2 separate regions of the Macaca mulatta genome follow, and region 2 is linked to region 1. Evidence: chromatin contacts called from public Hi-C data. All regions are on one chromosome and are shown on one strand. The core of a region is the stretch at or near the end of the contact, and the rest is flanking DNA. Distances in the headings are between cores, read along the strand shown.

Region 1 (7,496 bases), core at 2,957-5,456:
ACGAAATGAAGGCAGAAATAAAGATGTTCTTTGAAACCAATGAGAACAAAGATACAACATATCAGAATCTCTGGGACACATTTAAAGCAATGTATAGAGGGAAATTTATAGCACTAAATGCCCACAAGAGAAAGCAGGAATAATCTAAAATTGACACCCAAACACCACATTTAAAAGAATTAGAGAAGCAAGAGCAAACACATTCAAAAGCTAGCAGAAGGCAAGAAATAACTAAGATCAGAGCAGAACTGAAGGAGATAGAGACACAAAAAAACCCTTCAAAAAATCAATGAATTCAGGAGCTAGTTTTTTGAAAAGATCAACAAAATTGATAGACCGCTAGCAAGACTAATAAAGAAGAAAAGAGAGAAGAATCAAATAGATACAATAAAAAATGATAAAGGGGATATCACCACCAACCCCACAGAAATACAAACTACCATCAGAGAATACTATAAACACCTCCATGCAAATAAACTAGAAAACCTAGAAGAAATGGATAAATTCCTGGACACATACACTCTCCCAAGACTAAACCAGGAAGAAGTTGAATCCCTGAATACACCAATAGCAGGCTCTGAAATTGAGGCAATAATTAATAGCCTACCAACTGAAAAAAGTCCAAGACCAGATGGATTCACAGTCGAATTCTATCAGAGGTACAAGGAGGAGCTGGTACCATTCCTTCTGAAATTATTCCAATCAATAGAAAAAGAGGGAATCCTCCCTGACTCATTTTATGAGGCCAACATCATCCTGATACCAAAGCCTGGCAGAGACACAATAAAAAAAGAGAATTTTAGACCAATATCCCTGATGAACATTGATGCAAAAATCCTCAATAAAATACTGGCAAATCGAATCCAGCAGCACATCAAAAAGCTTATCCACCATGATCAAGTGGGCTTCATCCCTGGGATGCAAAGCTGGTTCAACATAAGCAAATCAATAAACGTAAGCCAGCATATAAACAGAACCAAAGACAAAAACCACATGATTATCTCAATAGATGCAGAAAAGGCCTTTGACAAAATTCAACAGCCCTTCATGCTAAAAACTCTCAATAAATTTGGTATTGATGGAACGTATCTCAAAATAGTAAGAGCCATTTATGACAAACCCACAGCCAGTATCATATTGAATGGGTGAAAACCGGAAGCATTCCCTTTGAAAACTGGCACAAGACAGGGATGGCCTCTCTCACCACTGGTATTCAACATAGTGTTGGAAGTTCTGGTGAGGGCAATCAGGCAAGAGAAAGAAATAAAGGGTATTCAATTAGGAAAAGAAGAAGTCAAATTGTCCCTATTTGCAGATGACATGATTGTATATTTAGAAAACCCCATCGTCTCAGCCCAAAATCTCCTTAAGCTGATAAGTAACTTCAGCGAAGTCTCAGGATACAAAATCAATGTGCAAAAATCACAAGCATTCTTATACACCAATAACAGACAAACAGAGAGCCAAATCATGAATGAACTCCCATTCACAATTGCTTCAAAGAGAATAAAATAGCTAGGAATTCAATTTACAAGGGATGTGAAGGACCTCTTCAAGGAGAAGTACAAACCTCTGCTCAATGAAATAAAAGAGGACACAAACAAATGGAAGAACATTCCATGCCCATGGATAGGAAGAATCAGTATCGTGAAAATGGCCATACTGCCCAAGGTAATTTATAGATTCAATACCATCCCCATTAAGCTACCAATGACTTTCTTCACAGAATTGGAAAAAACTACTTTAAAGTTCATATGAAACCAAAGAAGAGCCCACATTGCCAAGACAATCCTAAGCCAGAAGAACAAAGCTGGAGGCGTCACACTACCTGACTTCAAACTATACTGCAAGGCTACAGTAACCAAAACAGCATGGTACTGGTACCAAAACAAAGATATAGACCAATGGAACAGAACAGAGCCCTCAGAAATAATACCACACATCTACAACCATCTGATCTTTGACAAACCTGACAAAAACAAGAAATGGGGAAAGAATTCCCTATTTAATAAATGGTGCTGGGAAAACTGGCTAGCCATAAGTAGAAAGCTGAAACTGGATCCCTTCCTTACTCCTTATACAAAAATTAATTCAAGATGGATGAGAGACTTAAATGTTAGACCTAAAACCATAAAAACCCTAGAAGAAAACCTAGGCAATACCATTCAGGACGTAGGCATGGGCAAGGACTTCATATCTAAAACATGAAAAGCAATGGCAACAAAAGCCAAAATTGACAAATGGGATCTAATTAAACTAAAGAACTTCTGCGCAGCAAAAGAAACTACCATCAGAGTGAACAGCAACCTACAGAATGGGAGACAATTTTTGCAATCTACTCATCTGACAAAGCGCTAATATCCAGAACCTACAAAGAACTTAAACAAATTTACAAGAAAAAAACAACCCCATCAAAAAGTGGGCAAAGGATATGAACAGATACTTCTCAAAAGAAGACATTTATGCAGGCAACAGACACATGAAAAAATGCCCATCATCACTGGCCATCAGAGAAATGCAAATCAAAACCACAATGAGATACCATTTCACACCAGTTAGAATGGCAATCATTAGAAAGTCAGGAAACAACAGGTGCTGGAGAGGATGTGGAGAAATAGGAACACTTTTACACTGTTGGTGGGACTGTAAACTAGTTCAAACACTGTGGAAAACAGTGTGGCGATTCCTCAAGGATCTAGAACTAGAAATACCATGACCCAGCCATCCCATTACTGGGTATATACCCAAAGGATTATAAATCATGCTGCTATAAAGACACATGAATGCCTATTTTTATTGCAGCACTATTTATAATAGCAAAGACTTGGAATCAACCCAAATGTCCATCAATGACAGACTGGATTAAGAAAATATGGCACATACACACCATGGAATACTATGCTGCCATAAAAAAGGATGAGTTCATGTCCTTTGTAGGGACATGGATGCAACTGGAAACCATCATTCTGAGCAAACTATCACAAGAACAGAAAACCAAACACCGCATGTTCTCACTCATAGGTGGAAACTGAACAATGAGATTACTTGGACACAGGAAGGGGACCATCACACACCAGAGCCTATTGTGGGGTGGGGGAAGGGGGTGATAGCATTAGGAGATATCCCTAATGTAAATGACGAGTTAATGGGCACAGCACACCAACATGGCACATGTATTCATATGTGACAAACCTCCACGTTGTGCACATTTACCCTAGAACATAATATAATAAAAAAAAGGGGAAAAAAATAAAAGAACAGAAAGTTATTAAGAAGAATTAGAAAAAATCCACTGTCCTTGACTCATTTCCTGTTCCCGCCAAACGTTCTGGTGTAGAGAAAAGGGGGAGCATTGGTAACAAGGACCACAGTTTTCCGTTGAGGTGGGCGGGACAGATGCTCTCTTTACTTAAATTTTTGGCATCTTGCTCATCATAAATTTTCTTGCAATAATTTTGTTTTTTAAGATGTTGCATTAAGGCCCGGCGCGGTGGCTCACGCCTGTAATCCCAGCACTTTGGGAGGCCAAGGCGGGCGGATCACAAGGTCAGGATATCGAGACCATCCTGGCTAACACTGTGAAACCCCGTCTCTACTAAAAATGCAAAAAATTAGCCGGGCGAGGCGGCGGGCGCCTGTAGTCCCAGCTACTCGGGAGGCTGAGGCAGGAGAATGGCGTGAACCCGGGAGGCGGAGCTTGCAGTGAGCCGAGATCGCGCCACTGCACTCCAGCCTGGGCCACTAAGCGAGACTCTGTCTCAAAAAAAAAAAAAAAAAAAAAAAAAAAAAAAAAAAAAAAGATGTTGCATTAAGATGTTCTTTTTCTTGACTGCTGAGGAAATTTGCACCCCTTTAAATTCTGCGCCCGCGTCCTGATTGGGAGAGATGGGGAAAATCCTGGGAGCCCAGGACAAGGAGAGGCAAGTCCCACGGAAGTGGGAATGGCCAAGAGCTCCCTGAGAAGACAGTTTCCTTCTTGGTGAGGCAGAGGAAGGCCCAAGAATACACAAAGACAGGAGAGTGGAAAGGCCGGCCAGGCTGGAGATATTGAAAGAGACTCCAGATGAGGATAGGGGCTGGCCCGAAAGCCCTGCCAGACTCCGGCCTGCAGGAGGGGGCGTGGGACGGGGGCGGAGCTGTTGGCGATGACAACAGCCCCACGTGACCGGCCAACACTGAGTCTCATCTGGCTCTGTCGTCAGAGCCATCGTCGCTCGTTCCCTTCTCGGTGGCGGTACCTGCTCCCGGTGGCCCTGAGGACGTGCGGGCCAGGGGCGGCCCGGAAAGTAGGAAGCGGAGGGGGAGCAGGTAAGGCATCCGGAGTGGGGTCCCTGGAGTTGGTGTTGGGGAGCGGCTCCGGCCTGCAGAGGCCCCACCCCGGGGGAGCCACGCGAAGACGCAGTCGGTCCGCGATGCAGCCCCCGGGCCCCGCCGCGGGCCCGCGAGCCTTCGTTGAGCGGAGAGGTGCCCGTCCCCGAGGGAGCCGGCGGTCCTGAGGCTACGACCGTTCGGAAACACCTGCCTCCGCCACCAGCGCAAGCTTTTCCGACACCCCTGCCCCGCCCTTCTTGGTGCAGAAAATGGTGGTCAGCTTGCGGGCGGGGTGACTGAGGCGGGGGGCGAGGGCTGCACCGAGGGCCCGGGCCCGGGCCAGGTGCGGGACGGGGAAGGGGCCGGATGGTGGTGGGTCCTAGCTAGCGTTCCGCTGCAGCAGCCCCCACTTCCCCAACCCCGGCCGTCTGCAGGTCTGCGAGGCTAAGTGTCGCGGCGGCGCACCTCGCGTCGAGAATCGGGAGGAGGAGGAGACTGCAAGGATAGGCCCAGGTCGGTGCGAGCGACAGTGGTGAGGCGGGGGCCGGAACGTGAGGAAAGCCCAGTCTGAGACCCCAATCCATGCCTTCACCCTCGACTCCTTCTACTGCATGCAACCCTCCCCTTCCCACACCCCATCCTCGTCCTCCATTTTACTGCCTGCAGAAGCATGGATCTACAGGGAAAATGGTGGGCTTTGCGGGAGGGGCTCGGATTGGGGGCACCCCACAGGGCCCACGGGCTTCTCAGGTGGAAAAAAATGAAATGTTAAAGAGTATAAAGTCAAGTCCATGGCTCTGAATTTTAAAAGGTGCCTAGTAGGGCCTCTGTCCTCAGTGCTTATCAGTCCACAAATTCAGCTCATTTTCTCTCTCTTGTCTCCTAGGAGTAATGGAGTCCAAAGAGGAACTAGCGGCAAACAATCTCAACGGGAAAAATGCCCAACAAGAAAACGATGGAGGGGAGCAGGCCCCCATGCCGAATGAAGAAGAATCCCGCCATTTGGGAGGGGGTGAAGGCCAGAAGCCTGGAGGAAATATCAGGCGGGGGCGAGTTAGGCGACTTGTCCCTAATTTTCGATGGGCCATACCTAATAGGCATATTGAGCACAATGAAGCGAGAGATGATGTAGAAAGGTTTGTAGGGCAGATGATGGAAATCAAGAGAAAGACTAGGGAACAGCAGATGAGGCACTATATGCGCTTCCAAACTCCTGAACCTGACAACCATTATGACTTTTGCCTCATACCTTGAATCCTAAAAGTTTTTGCTGAGGTTAATGTGAACACTGCTTTACAAGCTTGTATTTTTGTGATTTACTTTCTCTGTAAGCCTTTTGGTGTTTCCACTTAACCAGTTTCTAATGGAAATTAGAATTCTAATTGTATATTATTTTGTCTCAGCCAAAAAGTTACTGTCAGCATGGCAATTCACCCATTTTAGGAAAAATACTCTTTTCATAATATGAAATGCATAAAGCAGTTCAAAAAGCAGTCTGTATTCCATCATCTTCCTCTTTCATTCCAATCCTTATTTTTTGTAAATACTACTTTTCCTCCTCCGGCTACCTGGACTCAAAATCTCAGTTGTCTTTGACAGTTTTTTCTTGTCCCTGACCAAAAAAGAATGATCATACCCATAATTCAATGTTTGATATTTTAAGAATGTATGTTCCAGTGTTTTTCAGAGTGAGTCTACCATCTGTATAAAAACACCTTGGGGGCAGGGGCATTTAAGAATGTGGGACCTATCGTCCAGACTTACAGAGTGGGGCTCCAGAATCTCCATTTTTAGCAAACTCTAAGTAATTCTGATGTGTACCAAAATCAGTGCCACTGGTGTGTGTGTATGTAACTATGTATGTGTGTGTGTATATATAATGTGTCATAACCGTAAACAATAAAGAATATCAAGATGAATCTCTCTGACTTTGGTGGGCAAGTAATTAAAACTGTATGAGACCTTAAAATAGACTGATGATTATAGGAGCGGTAGGGACAGTGGCAAAATTATTCACTGTGCAGAACAAAGCATGCCTGAAGGTCACAGCCTGAGGAACTCAGAATTCATCACCCCTGTCAGCAGTTTCACAGCCAGGATCTCATTTTATCCTTAGAATAACCTATAAAATCAGTATTGTTATCCCACTTTTACAGATGAGGTCACTGGGTCTTAGAGATGTTAAGTACCAAGGCTAACCTCTGCTTGGGGTGGGGGAATCCAGCCTGGGCCATTTTCTATTGGACCTTACCATCTGGAGATGCAGAATATTTGACTTTTGTAATTTGATGACAGGCTGAGGATGGTAAAAGAGACTCAACAAGAAGGGGGCTGTTTTTCTATACATTGCTTTTCTACATCTCAAATACAGACACTTTAATTTTTAGAATATTGAGGGATAAATAAAATAAGACCCTCCAGTGTTGTTCAAAGTTAGGATTGCCACTCTATGGCTCTTGAAATCAGTTTTGTGGGTTACAACAAGCAATTTTTTAAAAAGAGAACAAAACTCATCCTGTCACTCGTGAGTAGTGTTAAGAATTGTTTTTGAGAAAATAATGTGTTCTATGTAGTAAATATTGCCACCTTTAAGATGTATTTCTAACTAGGTCACAGTGAAAAAAAAAAAGAATGAAAATCACTTATTTGGTGCAAACTTGGTTTCACAAGTGAGGAATTGTAAAGAAAGCGATTATTCCTAAGGCCACACAGCCAATTAGTGAAAGACCTGTAACCACCCACCAAGCCACAGTGCTTCAGGGTGCTTGTCTTCTCACCACATTGCCTCCACAAAAAATTATTTGGAAATTTTTGCAGTATGTGCTGATTCCCAGTCAGTGTAAATGGAAAAGCATATACAACTTATGCAAAAACCACTTTTTTTGAAGTTCACACTATTTAGTCATCAGAATTCCTGCATGTTCAACTGAGAACCACATTCAAGGGAAACTGTGCCTCAGATAATTTTGGAGCTGGAGTGATCTTTCATCTGTCTAGAGGAAGAGGATGATATAGAGTCTGATTTGAAAATGCACAGTGGTGAACTCAGGCACTTCAAAAAGGTGCCTGACTGAGTAGCTGACTGAGTAGAGTCCATGAATGATCTTTTGGTTCCTCTGAAAATGAGTACTGTGCCTTCTGGCAACCACCAATTGTGGATTTCCCAAAGTAGCCTCAATCTCCCT
Region 2 (7,496 bases), core at 1,598-4,097, 39 kb after region 1:
CCAGTTAGAATTCCAGTTCGACCAGCACCTATCAGGCTGCCATCACCTTGAAGAATGGTCTGGAGACATGAAGATTCCCTGAAAATGACATCATATAGTGAAAAAATAGAAACAGAAGAAAGCCAAGGGTGCAGGGTTGGCTCAATTGTTTTTTTGAGATGATTACTAAAAGGTAATTTTGAATTTATTTCTGATACATTTTACTCATACTGGGAGGAGGCAATGCATGGCTAAACATGGTGTTCACTCAATAAAAAGGCATCTTATGTTACATTCCTCCCCCTAGTTTTTTATCTTGTCTTTCTTTGTTAACAGGAACCTTACAAATTTTATGTATAGATGTGTCCATCTTTTCCTTTAAAAATTCATACTTAAAACAGTAAATGCTTGTATAGGCCTTCTATTTCCTGAATGTCAGCAAGCATTCACCAAGATTTCCTGCCAATTATTTTGTAGTTAATATTTGTAATAACGAAAAGCATATTGTATTACTAGTGGTTCTCATTCTTCAGTCCATATCATTATCACCTGCAGGAGTTTGCAAGCTATAATTTTACAGCCTACCTCCAGAAAATGTGGGTCAGTGGGCCTTATGTGGGGCCCAGACATCAGCATTTTCAAGACACTCCCCAGCAGATTCTGATGCAGGTGATTATTATGAAATACTTTGATAATAAAACATTTGGAGTACAATCTATTCTCTGCCCTGTTTCTTCTTGGAATTGCTTGTCATAACTCTAGAGAAATAAAAATACTTGTAGATTATTCAGCAAGTAATCTGATTTGGACAAACCTGCTAGCTCTTAGTAGCAATCAAAAAATCAATTAAATATTAAAACACAATGTGCCAGCTAAACACCTACAAGTATCCATATGTGGGATACCAAGAGGAAGAGGTAGTCTTTGCTTGTTCTACAGGGGAAATATAATCTCTAACATTTATATAATAGTATTCTACTTCAAGTACATTTATAAGGTTCTTACCGACTTTGAAAGTTTTTTTTAACCACAGGTCAACAGGAGAAGAGATGGAATTAAGGGGACTGTTCCTTAAATCTGTTCCCTGCATCACTTTGTGTAATTTATATATGTTCCCCAACAGTCTTCTGAACTAGTAAAGCCTGCCCAGGAGCCTTCAGGAAGAGATCATCCCAAGAGGACAAATCCTCATTCCTTAGACTTAGAGCAAAAACTGTGATTACAACATGATGTCTTTGACTCAAACTTATACCCCAGTCCAAATCCCAAATGGAGTCATCACATCTGACTCCTGTGGAGAGGAAGGGTCTTGTGATTGAAAACAGAAGGGGTTGTTTTGCTAAGGGCTCCGAAGGACATTGTGGCCCAAGCAACCCTAGAGAAGTCCCACCTGTGTTAAGTATCACTATAAAGCAGAGAGAAGCTTTAGAAGACAGTGAGAGTTCAACCTACTGAGGACTCCAGGGAACTCGGTGGAGTTTTGGCCCTCAAGGACTGCAGTGCATCAGCAGGAGTGGGGCCAGCAGAGAGCACAGCATTCAGCAGAAGAGGCAGCAATGTTAGGCAGGCATGGCAGGACCCAAGGGAGGAGATAGGGTTCACTAGCAGAGGACTGATAGGGAAGCCCCCACCTCTGCCTACTGGACTTGTAGGTAGTACAAGTCGCGTCATGCCAGGCCCTCCCTTAAATATTGGTGCTTCTATAGTGGGTTGGGATTCCGTACGCACGGGTGGGAATGAGATCCCACTGAGCACAACTGTTACTGCCTCATTTCTTCCCCACTGCAGCCCCGTGAAGCAAATATTTTCCCCATGAAAAGACTGAGTCTTAAACGTGTGTATCTGTAATAATTGCCAGTTTATTCCTCTGGCTAAGAGATCCAGAGGTAATTTGAGGTTTACATTTCTTTTTTATTGTTCTTTCATCAAGAGTTTAGGTGCCCCCATTGCCCTCATAAGCTGGTTGCAAATTATTTGACTCTTACTTGTAAAAAAAATCCTTAATTCTTTTTGTGTGTGAGACACGCGTTCATTAAAAAGCACATATAATATAAGCAAAAAGAATAAAAAGAAGAAAACAAATAAAATTTCACACCACACAGAAATAAGCTTGGTTAAGTTTTTGATATATGTTATATGGATGTATGTATACACACACGCACACACACAAAGTTTGGAATTTTATCCTATATATGTGAGCTGATATTAAATATGCTGCTTTGCCATAACCTGTTATGTTTCACTTTACAACATGGAATGAACACATTCCCATGCAAATGTATGAAAGTTTCCAATTGAAAAATAGACCTGGAAAATGGGTCAAAATCCAAAATCCAATGAGGTGCTGGTACCAAGGAAACTATCTAAAACAAAATTTCATCAGATTATTAAAAGTAAAATGGAGGTCAAAGATACATCAGAAAATGCTAACAGAAAGAAAGCTGGGGCCAGATTTTAATATTAGGCAAAAATGAATTCAAGGCCTAAAGCACACAGGATAAGGACGGCTGCGTGAATGTCTTTGCTTCCAATGCATCATCACAAACTTGTTTCTTACTCTTCTTATCTCTTCCCTAAGCCTTTCAAGCTCACCTACTCCTCTTATCATTTCTTCAGGGTTCAAATGCCTAACGGGTGTGTCCTCTTTAAATCCCTGGCCAGGTTGATTCGGCTCTCCTCTGGGGTTTCCTTCTGCCTCCTGGCTTATACCTTCTTCGGAAGGTTGAGGATTTCCTTCTGCCTCCTGTGGTACATCCTCCAAAGGGCGATCTTCCTCGGCCTTTGGCATGTTCTGTGGTTTTCCCTCATTTTCTTCACAAGACTTTTGCATATTGAGTATTTTTAATTTCCTTTTTGAATAAATTAATCCTAGAAAACAAGGAAACAAAACTACTAGATTCCAGGCAAACAGACCAGCAACCAGAGTATGGGGTCCCATAGCGACTGGCCTTTTCTGACTCAGTACCCTAATTGTCAAAAGTTTTCCAACTAGAGAAAGCTGGATCCTCAGGCTCAGAACTCCCCTGACTCCACCTCCCTTCCCGCCCCCTTTAGTTCCAGCTCCATCTTTCTCCTCCTGCTCCTGCCCACCATCTTCCCAGCAGGCCCTGCTACAAGCTTCTCCTAATACTGAAATGGGAGCAGTACGGAAGCAATTAACCCTTCTCCCGCCTCTGGTTTCCAACACTCCCGCCCTTCAGACTTTCCCAAGCCCTCTCAACCTCCAGCCTCTCACCTGAGAGGGTTGGTCCAGTCTCTGGTCTCCCCTCCCAGTTCAGCGTCTCTTAAACCTCCCCCTCCCCCGCCTCATTTCCGCTGCAGGCTCGGCACCGGCCTCTGGCGCTTAATCCGGATGGGGAGAGGCTGCTGCGACCCCGGGATGTGCTTTGGTGTCACTCACACTTCCACCCCCACCCAAAGAGACCCGAAGCAATTGCACCTTTACAAAAACTGACCTGCAGGGATTCAGGGGATTTTCCTCTCTCTTCCCTCACCTCGATTTGTGTCGCGCCCAAAAAACCAAATATCCTGCAGACAGATGGGAGTGTTTGGTGAGCAGGCTAGTACCTGGATCACGGGTCCCTTTCATGATTCTAGGCCTTGTTGGTGTAAAGTTTCCCACGTCCTCATCCTCGCCCTCCTTTTATGGCAACCCCGCCCTCATCCGTGCCCACCGTTTTTCTGCAAGCAGGGAGTAGGAAAAGCAAGTTTCTTCCAAACAGTTTCTATGTCTCTCTCTCAGGACCCTTAATTGACTACCCTTCTCTCTCTCCACCCGCCATCCCCCACCAAACAGCCCCAAATTTCCTGCACAAAATGGGAGTTTGGCGGAACAGCAGTGAGGAAAGCAGTGCCGGCCCCGCTTGCTTTCTGCTCTCAGCCTCCTCGACCCCAGGGTCTCCAGGTCAGCGCCCACCTTTATACTAACCTGAAAGGATCTTGGGCACTTTTCTCCTTCTCCAGCAATAGGGAGCTGCTACAGGGAAACAGGCCCTGGACTATAAGGACTTCTGCACACGTCGACTCCTGGTCACGTGAGAGTCGCGTCATCACTGAGCTCGAGTCCCCAGTTACCCCTCCCATTAACACTGCAGCCCGCCCTCTGCGTTCCCTCCACTTGATACTGTCAATCTTTTTTCGTATTTGCCAATCAGAGACAATAAACTGTTATCTTCTCCCTGGAGTATTTATTCGCCTTTCTCAGATTACCAGGAGGATCAGCCTTTTAGGGGTAATCGATCATTTCTCCTTCTTTGGGGAATCATCTCTTTCTCCGGCTCCCAATAATCTCACCTCCCCTCCTCCAAGACCCCTACAGTCCACCATTTCCCCTGGAATCCTATCCAGCATTGAAATGGGCAAAGGTGGTAGATCGGGAAGCGGGGCTGGAAAAGAATCTAAGGTTGAAAGTGGAGGATTTGACTAGTCCTTTTGAATAGTTTTCTGTTGTGTTCTATGTTTTCAGCGATCAGCGTACTTTTAAAAATGGTATCAGAAAACGGATGCCTCATAAGCAATATGTAACACTTAATATGGAGGATAAATTAGTTATATCAATGTGTAAGACTTTGGAAAAGTTTTCTAATGGCTGGAAATGAAATGACAGTATTCACAACATATTGATGTGTTAGAATTTTTAAAAATCTTACCAAACGGCACTTAAAAAATTGACTCCCAAATTAATGTGTGGAAGGAGGCCCAGTTTTCTCTTGTTGGCAATTTTGTATAGGTAATCTACTACTCTTTCTATTTCTGGCAGAACTCAAGTTATCAAGTGTTCGATGTCTGATCTTTTTCATTGATGGTGGCATCCACTAAGGTTTCACTTGGAGACTTCAGGCAGACTTCCTCCCCATTTCCCCTGTAGGATTCAGTATCTTGTTAATCAGATAAGTCCACAGAAAAGCTTGCTTTCCACTGAGTAAACTTCTTTTGGAACTCAAAGAAAAATGTTTCTTGGAAAACATTTTGTTGTTGGGAAATAACTCATATATTCATGAAACGCTCAGAAAAGAAAGAGTTCCCTGTATCTCACCATCAGGCATGAGGCTTCTTTGCGTGGCATTTTCATTCATTCATGGCACTCTGGAGATAGTCTGGTATCATCCACTGTGTCCCATTAAAAGAACTATTGACATGCATAATTGTTATGATTAGAAAGCAAAGAGAACAACATTGCTGTAAAAACTAATATTAAACAGGAAACTGATATCCCTGAAACTCAGAATCCACTGGTACTTGGAAGGATGGTGGTGCCTGGAGTGGCATTCTGGCCAATGGAGCCAGCTGGAGAGTCAGAAGAAGGCAGAGGGGGTCTTTTGTCTAGGGTGGTCACAGCAGGATACCTCAGTCAACAATAACACCCACCAGAGAGGAGAAAGGAATGGTTGGAAAAAATAAATATTTTTTGGACTTAATGATTCATAGTTGAAGCATGACAAATTTCTTCCACATTTGAGGGATAAATGTTCTATTGTTTGAGAGAGAGCTTTTTAATATAAATATAACTAGCAAATTATAAAGATTTAATCATTACCTATCACCAAATGTTTCCACTCTTTTAAATGTAACCAATTCAGTGAGGAACAACTCTGATCTTTTAAAAGAAAAATTATTAGCAGCAAAATGGACTTTGTGTGTGTGTACACTTCTATGAAGTTTAACCAATGTATGGATTTGTTTAACCACCACTGCAATCAGATCACAGTTCAATCACCCGCAGAAACTCCTGCATGCTGTCTCTCGTAGTCCTATTTTACTGCCTTCCCTAAACTCTGGCAACCACTAATATATTCCCCATTACTATACTTTTGTCTTATTCAGAATATTATGTAAATGATTTCATTTTCAAATTTCTGTGCACTGGCTTCTTTTGGGATTGGCTTCTTTCACTCAGCATAATGCCCTGGACATTCATTTAAGTTGTTGCATGTATCAATAGTTTATTCTTCTCTTTCTGCTGAGTAGTATTCTGTTATTTAGCTATTCCACAGTTTGCTTATTCATTCACCTGCTGAAGGACATTTGAGTTGTACCCAGCTCTAAGCAATTATGAAAAGAACTGCTATAAATATCCATGTACAGATTTAGGCCCTTATTGCTTCACTTCTGGACTTCCTGCCTCCAGTGCCTCCCTCTCTCGCTTTAATCCACCTTACACATTACCTTGTCCCTGCTTTCAATGGTCATTCTTCTGCTCAGTGACCCTGGATGGTAACCCCACCACTCACCACATAAATCCTACACTCCTTATCTTGACATTCAGCCTCCATCAGAATTGAGCCTCAGGACATGTTTCTAGCCTCATCATCTCCTTCTCTGCCCCATCCAAAATAAACCCTTACTTCAGTGTCTACAGAAACAGTGAGATCAAATTTAAAAATTTAAAAATAATAGTATTAAACCCTTAGTCACTGTGCCCAAGCATGCCTTATACTTTTCTCTTTGTCATTGTTTGCCATTTTCTTCTTCCTGATTGCCCTCCTCTTCCTCCTAGATCCTGGTCCTGCTCGTTCTTAGAGGCCAAGACCTGATCATCCAGCCTCTGAAGCTGGAAGTGATCTCTCCCTCCTCTGTCATTGCTGCACATGAGATCTGCACCTTTCGTGTAACCCTTAACAAAGGTTACCTTGTACCTTTCCATGTGTGTGTGTGTGTGTGTGTGTGTGTGTGTGTGTGTGTTGAGAGTGGAGGGTATCTAACCAGAAAGATGGTCAGCTGTGAGTTGAGGGTAGGGGGCAAGCATCAGGCTCCAGCTATTATGCTTCTTTGGTGGTTCTAGTACTGTTAAATAGTGGGTCTCTCAGGCATCTCAGGGTCTCAGAAAGAGCTATTTGCCATTTGGCTCACAGACAAACTTCATTTTGCCTGCACAAAATTGAAGCAGAAGTTTTATTGTACTCTCCTTTACTTATTCTGCTTTACACATAGCCACAGCAATACTAATACTATGTTTATGGAGCTATTGGCAAAGGTTATTGACCTTGTCTTCCTAAATACTCACAGTAGAGATTAGTTAGCTCACTGGTACACACCTGACAAAGAGTCAGGTGATACAGGCCTTCACCTTCATCCTTGTTCCTGCGCAATTTCAGTGTGTCAATATAACACTCAGCTGCCTTTGAAATTAAGTCAGTCAGAGTAGATTTTAAATATAAGTAAATTTTTGAAAATAGCGTTCTACTGAAGTAAAAACTGTATCTTTTTAAAAAGGAAAGAAAAAGGTGTACACATTAATTTTAACAATAAGGGTATGAGTTCTGGAGAGTAGAAACCCTGGGCCTCTGAGCCAATCAATGTCCTGTTTTTGTGCACCAAGAGAGCACTAGAAATAGTTCCAAAGTCCAAAGTCCTCCAGGTTATGTGAGAGGAGGAGAAAGCAGTCAGCATTTTACCATTCGAGTATCCAGAAAGCTCTTATATAAGACCATAGTATCCAGAATAGTGTTTTCTATGTTCCTTCCATAGTCTTGCATTCTGATACTCTATATTTACCAACTCCTCCTGCATATTTTTTT

Evidence for each region. A called contact is a pair of places that touch in the nucleus more often than the background predicts.
Region 2: a Hi-C map of liver shows a contact between it and region 1, with 4 times the contacts expected there. The contact joins the promoter of TCEAL8 here to the promoter of BEX4 in region 1. A contact is called at or near these places in 2 of 14 Hi-C or Micro-C datasets (fetal cortex germinal zone and liver).

The regions. Positions count from the first base shown.
Region 1 is chrX:109,858,088-109,865,583 of T2T-MMU8v2.0, forward strand. BEX4 (brain expressed X-linked 4) reads left to right here and starts at 4,207. Exons shown (of 2, transcript XM_077989278.1): 1 at 4,207-4,308; 2 at 5,198-6,230. The coding sequence starts at 5,203. The coding sequence ends at 5,565. All of the region lies in intron 1 of BEX1 (brain expressed X-linked 1), which reads right to left.
Region 2 is chrX:109,898,253-109,905,748 of T2T-MMU8v2.0, forward strand. It overlaps TCEAL8 (transcription elongation factor A like 8), which reads right to left and starts at 2,848. Exons shown (of 1, transcript NM_001193726.1): 1 at 1,815-2,848. The coding sequence starts at 2,809. The coding sequence ends at 2,456. BEX1 (brain expressed X-linked 1) reads right to left here and starts at 1,941. Exons shown (of 4, transcript XM_077989281.1): 1 at 1,920-1,941. The coding sequence starts at 1,935.